Regions from separate parts of the Pan troglodytes genome. Here region 2 is linked to region 1. The links are chromatin contacts, called in public HiChIP or PLAC-seq maps. All regions are on one chromosome and are shown on one strand. Each heading gives the region's core, a stretch centred on a gene start, on an enhancer-like site or on the middle of the called end of the contact. The rest is flanking DNA. Distances are from core to core; before and after follow the strand shown.

Region 1 (3,002 bases), core at 266-2,765:
ATCATTACTTCTAACAGCTTAGATAGACTTTGACTATTTTTTACTGTATTTAAATAGTGTTATAGGGTATGTATTCTTTTGTGTCTGGACTCTTTTTTATCAAGGTTCTATTTGTGAGATTCATCCATATTGTTCTGAGAATTGTAGATGGTATTCCATTGTGTGAAGGTACTACGACTTATTTCTCTATTTTACTGTTGACAAGCATTTGGTAGATTCCAATTTGGGGCTATTATGAACAATGCCCCTATGAACATTCATGGTAAATGTCTTTTGGTGATCACAAGTAGTCATTTCTTTCGGGTATATACCTAGGAGAAAAACTGCTGGGTTGAAGGATATGTGTATGTTCACCTTCAGTAGATGTTTCCAAATAGTTTCCCAAAGTAGTTTTTGCCTAACTACACTCCCACCAGCAGTGTGTGAATTGCCAGGATTTCTCCTTGACTTCACTCTTATGGTCACGTGTCACATCCGATCCATCAGTGGGTCCTGATGGTTTCACTTTCAAAACCTAACTGGAATCAGACAACTGCCACCACTCTAGTCTGGCTGTCATCACCCCCCAGCTTGGGGTCTGCAGGAGCCTCCTAATTAGATTTCCAGCTTCTACTCTTGCCATTCTTTAGTTGAACCTTCGCCCAGCAGCCAGAATGATCCTGTTAAATTATAAATTGGATCACATCATTCCCCTGCTCAAAAAATCCAGGCTCCTCCCCAAAGCCTTCAGAAGACCACATGATCTGCCCTTCTCTCCTCCCTCATCTCCAGTCACTCTCTTCTCCACTCACTCTCTTCCAGACACAATGGCCTTGCTGTTTCTTGGACAGTCGGGACTCCTTCTCACTCCAAGGCTCTGCATTTGCTGTTTCTTCTTCTAGAGAACTCTTCCCCCTAGATCTTTGCATAGCTGGCCCTTCTCATCAGTGAGGTCTCAGCTCAAATACCACATCTTCTAGGAGGCCTTCTCAGGCCACCCCTAAAGTAGTCCTCCCTCTTACCCATTATCCCATGGCCCTAGTTTTAAACATACACCCAATCTCAAATGATCTCATCTATGCATTTGCTCACTTATAATCTTTTTCTCCTTATTAGAATTTAAGCCACTTGAGGGCAAGAAGCCAGTTGATCTCATCCACCGACGTATCCCTCGCACCATTGACCGAAACACAGGAGCGCTATCGACATGTGCCGAATGAATGAATGAATGAATGAGCCCCAGGTGTTTAGGAGACCCTAACAGAGGTGCCCCCGTTGTAGGGACGACTCTCACCTGCAGATGGCCTCCTCAGGCCCTTCGGGTGGCATTGGGGAGCCCAGGGCCTCCCAGCGAAGTGGCCAGATTCAGGAACCCTTCGCACAGCGGGCACTAGGACCCTGCGCGGCGCCGCGTCTCGCGGGGGGCGGGCGGGCGGAGGGGGTTGGGGGATCCGCTCTTTCTCCCTCCTAGAGCCTGGTTGCAGCCACTTGTGCGATCCCGGCCCTTGCCGCGGCCGCCTGGCTCCTTTCCGCGCCATGAGCCGCAGGTTCACGGTCACCTCGCTGCCCCCCGCAGGGCCCGCCAGAAGCCCTGACCCAGAGTCCCGCCGGCATTCGGTCGCAGACCCCCGCCACCTCCCGGGGGAAGACGTCAAAGGTAGAGGCCGCAGGGGGCGGGGCCTGCCAGGGCCGGGCGGGACGAGGGGGAGGGGCCGGGGCGGACCGTCTGTTGAAGGGGGCAGGGCCAAGACCGGGGGCGGGGAGGGGTCCCAGCCCTAGGCCTGAGAGGGGAATGGAGCCAGGACTAGGAAACCAAGGGGCCGGGGCCGCGTAACGCAAAGTGTGGAGGGGGAGGGGCCAAACGCGAGGTGGGCGTGGCCACAAGGGAAAGGGGTGGGGCCAGGGAAGGGGTTTGGACGGAGGCGAAGGGGGCGGGTCTGGTGATGGAAGGGCCGGGGTCAAGGTGGAGAGTAGGCCGTAGGGCACTAAAGGGGCGGGGACATCTCGAGTAGGGAGCGGGACCAGAGTGAGGAGGTGGAACTAGGGAAAAAGGGGGCTGTGTGTTGAAGGGGGATGGTCAGGAGCCCCTAAAGGGGAGGCGGCGGGACTAGGTTGGTTTGGGGTCAGGAAAGGGCGGGACCAGTAGGGAATGAGTTGGGCCAGGAGGATGGGAGTGGGGCCTGGGAGGGGGGTGGGGTCGAGGGCGGGAGGAAAACTGAGTCAGGTTTGCCGAGGCAGGTGCCAGGTCAGCGGGTCCTCGGTGCCTGGCGGATCCTCCAATCCTCTAGCTCCCTGGAGGCTTAGCGGACAGCGACTGGGGATCCCGGGAAGGAGACGGGAGGCAGGGAAGTTAGTATGGATCCTGGGCAGCGAGATTCAGGGAGGATGCCGTAGGGTCGCTGATCCCGACTCTTGGGGACCCACTTAGCTCCTTGTCTGCTCGAGCTCCGTAAGGGTTGGGAGGAGCCAGCTCAGGTGGGGTTGGGGGCGTCTTCCTCGCGGGCCCTGTGCAGGGTCTTGTAATGGAAGTTACACGCAGGGCACAGAGTATAGGGGAGGGGAAAGATCCTTCTGGCCTTCGGTGGAGAAGTAGCATCCTGGGTGCGTGCACAGTCTCCCCTCAGGGGGCACTCATCAGGGGTCCTCTCCCTGGCTCTGAGGCCCTCGGGTCTGGAAGGAACAAGGCGAATCGGCTTGTAGTGGCCCCAGCGAGGGGAGGAGGAGGAGGAGGAGGAGGAGGAAGAGGAGGAGGAGGAGGAGGAGGAAGAGGAGGAGGAGGAGGAGGAGGAAGAGGAGGAGGAGGAGGAGGAGGAGGAGGAGGAGGAGGAGGAGGAGGAGGAGGAGAAGAAGCCTCCCCAGACCGCCAGGGGTCGCTGCCGAGCCGCAGGTGAGCTCGCCCCGAAGCAAACCCAAGCGCCGAACCCCCTAGAGTAACCCTTAGGGGGTTATCTGGCGGACCTCCTCATTGTACAGATGACCAAATTGAGGCCTGGAATTCCGAATGGCCCCAGTCCCGGGAACCG
Region 2 (2,907 bases), core at 198-2,697, 340 kb after region 1:
CCCTAAGTTACTTGACCTCTGGACTCAGTTTCTCCAACTGTAAAGTGGCATCAGGTACAGCATTAAATGCTAGCTCATGGTAGAGGCTTACTCCCCTCCTGGTCCCCTTAACAGTGAAACTTCCCCAGAGGACCCTGCACTGCCAGTCCAACTCCTTCACCCCCTGCTCTCACTTCAGCCCATCTCCACTGCTCCAGTGAGTCACCACACCCTCCTCCCTGCTGCCCCTTCAAAGGCTTAATCTCTACTCTTTTTGTTGTTGTTGTTGTTGTTTTGAGATGGAGTTTCAAGGCTGGAGTGCAATGGCGTGATCTCGGCTCACCGCAACCTCCGCCTCCCGGGTTCAAGTGATTCTCCCGCCTCAGGCTCCCGAGGAGCTGGGAATACAGGCATGTGCCACCATGCCCGGCTAATTTTGTATTTTTAGTGGAGACAGGGTTTCTCCATGTTGGTCAGGCTGGTCTCGAACTCCCGACCTCAGGTGATCTGCCCGCCTTGGCCTCCCAAAGTCCTGGGATTACAGGCGTGAGCCACCGTGCCGGGCCGGCTTAGTCTCTATTCTTACCTTACACAATGGATCACTTCCTCCTCCTAGAAAAAACCTTCTCTTGGGTGCCACGATACCACATTCTCCTGGTTTTTCTTCTGCTTTTCTGGACTCTTTATTGGTCTTTTTTGCTGGCACCTTCTTGTCAACTCAATCTATAAAAATTGGGTGCCTAGAGCTTGGAACCTGGCTTCTCTTCTCTCTTAAATCTTACCCTACATAATCTCATCCTACCCAATCCACTTGCCAATGATTTCTAAATTCTTTACATCAGCCCTGATCTTTTCTGTATCAGACTCATATATCTAACTGCCTATTTGGTAGCTGCACTCCAAATATCTAAAACTTAAGATGCCCTAAGAAGATTTCGTAATTATTTCTCACGCTCCCAATCTATCCCAAAGTCATTTAGTAAATGCCAGCATAATACACTTGGTTACTTAAGCCAAAACCAAAAATCTATGATGAAGTCATCTTTGACCACTTATTTCTGTCATTTCTCAAATCCTGCCCTGTCAGTTCCACTTTCAATACACTTCTTGACCCCTCTACTTCTCTTCCTCTCCATTCCCACTACCACAGTCTAAGCCACAATTATCTTTCACCTGCTGACTGCCACTGGTCTAACTGGTCTCCCCGTTTCCTCTTTCGCCCCTAAGGCCTGGAATCTATAAAGCAGCCAGAGAGATGGTACACGAAACAGATCATGCCCTAAGGCTAAGCCCAGCTCCTCAGCCTGGTCCACAAGGAAGGCCTCTGTAACCTCATTCTTCTGCCACCGGTCCCAGCACCCGCCACAGCGGCCCCCTGCCACGTGTCAAACACATCAAACCTGTGTTTTTCTTTACTTGCTGCTCTTCCTGCCTTCAGCTCCCTTCCGCAGACCTCCGCTTGGCTGAATACTTTCTCCAATGCCCCACCCCTCCCAATCCTCGTGGCACTCCCACCTCTGACGTTTCCTTGTTTGCTCACGTGTTTACTGCCCGCCCCAATCCCACCGCGGGAAGCAGCCTCTCAGAGGGCAGAGCCGTGTCCGATTCCGGCCCGGGTCCCGCACCCAGGACGTCGCAGGTGCTCAGGAAATACCAGATGAGCCGGCGTCCGGCAGGTGCCTTGCAGGAGGGCGCTTGGAGACCCCTGCCCTCTCCACAGACGGCGAAACTGAGGCCCGGGGAGGGGCAGGGGCGTGGCGTACCCCATGTCAACCCGCGCATTTCCCGGGCGGGGAGCCCGCTTCCCGTCTCCAGCCCCGGCCCCCCAGCCTCTGGGAGTGCGCCGGGAGGCCGGCCGCGCACCCACTCACCTCGGCCCTGGGAGCTCCAGGCCGGAATCTTCCCACCGGAAGTGCGAGGCCGGATGCCGCCGCCGAACCGCGGCACGGGCGGTAACTTCCGCCGGAAGCTACCCAGGGGCTGGGCGGAGCCGGGGCGAAAAGACGGGGCGGGGCAGCACGGGGGCGGGGCAGCACGGGGGCGGGGCGTCTGTTGTGGTCGGGTTCTGAGGTGGTCTGGTCTTTCTGAGGTACAGCGTAGTTTTGTCCTCCGCGAAGTCCCTCAGGCTCAGAGCACAGCCGTGTAATTGTCTGCGTCTCTCCCGCGCTCAATCAGGGGCTTGCTTTGGAACCCCGGTGACTGCTAGTGTTCTGCATACAGTGAGCATCCAAAAAATGGTAACTTGTTTACTTTTACTGAACAAATTGTTTTTCTTATGTCCAGTCTAATGCTGGGCAACCATGGAATGAACCACGAAGATAAGTATCTCATGGGCTTTTTCTTCTGGGAGCTCAGGCGAGCTGGGGCCATTACAACTTAAAACTTGGGCGATCCAGAAGTAATACGAAACATTTGTGAAATATTTTCTGTATGAAACTTTCTAAGAGTTATCTCAACTTCAATAGGTTGAGTAGGGAGAGAGCATCCCAGATAGAGGAAATGGGAGAATCCTAAAGGAGGGTGAGAAAGGTCCAGCCGTGCCTGGGGCTCACAGGTTGTTTATAACTGTGGTGGTTAAAGTAGCCAAGAGGCAGGTTGCAGTGGCCCCAAAATGCCAGCCTAGGGAGTTCAGATTTTCTTCATCTTGCGGGATGGATTAAAAGGGCAGCATTTGCAGTCAAGAATGTTAGGCCAGGGCAAGCTAGGGTTGCACATTCAGACCCAGTTTTGTGCCTTTTGCCCTCCTCTAGCCTCCTCCTGGGCTCTCTGGCAGTAAGACCAGCTGCAAACATGGATCCTTACAAGTGACTCAGCTGGGATCCCTGGCCCCTCTGAACAGAAGGCTCCAGGCCAGAGTGTAAGCAGTGTTTTATGCAAACTGCGGCTGTCACCGCCGCCAGCTGGCATCATGCAGGCATTAGTTCATTG

Evidence for each region. HiChIP or PLAC-seq counts read pairs in DNA pulled down with a chosen protein or histone mark.
Region 2: a contact with region 1 is called in an H3K4me3 HiChIP or PLAC-seq map of stem cell-derived excitatory neurons, with 4 times the contacts expected there. The contact joins the promoter of SLC35C2 here to the promoter of SLC12A5 in region 1. A contact is called at or near these places in 1 of 7 Hi-C or Micro-C datasets (stem cell-derived neural progenitor cells) and 1 of 1 datasets of contacts at active chromatin or transcription factors (stem cell-derived excitatory neurons).

What each region holds. Positions count from the first base shown.
Region 1 is chr21:52,285,023-52,288,024 of NHGRI_mPanTro3-v2.0_pri, forward strand. SLC12A5 (solute carrier family 12 member 5) reads left to right here and starts at 1,516. Exons shown (of 26, transcript XM_016938021.2): 1 at 1,516-1,636. The coding sequence starts at 1,516.
Region 2 is chr21:52,627,350-52,630,256 of NHGRI_mPanTro3-v2.0_pri, forward strand. It overlaps SLC35C2 (solute carrier family 35 member C2), which reads right to left and starts at 1,448. Exons shown (of 10, transcript NM_001280116.1): 1 at 1,380-1,448.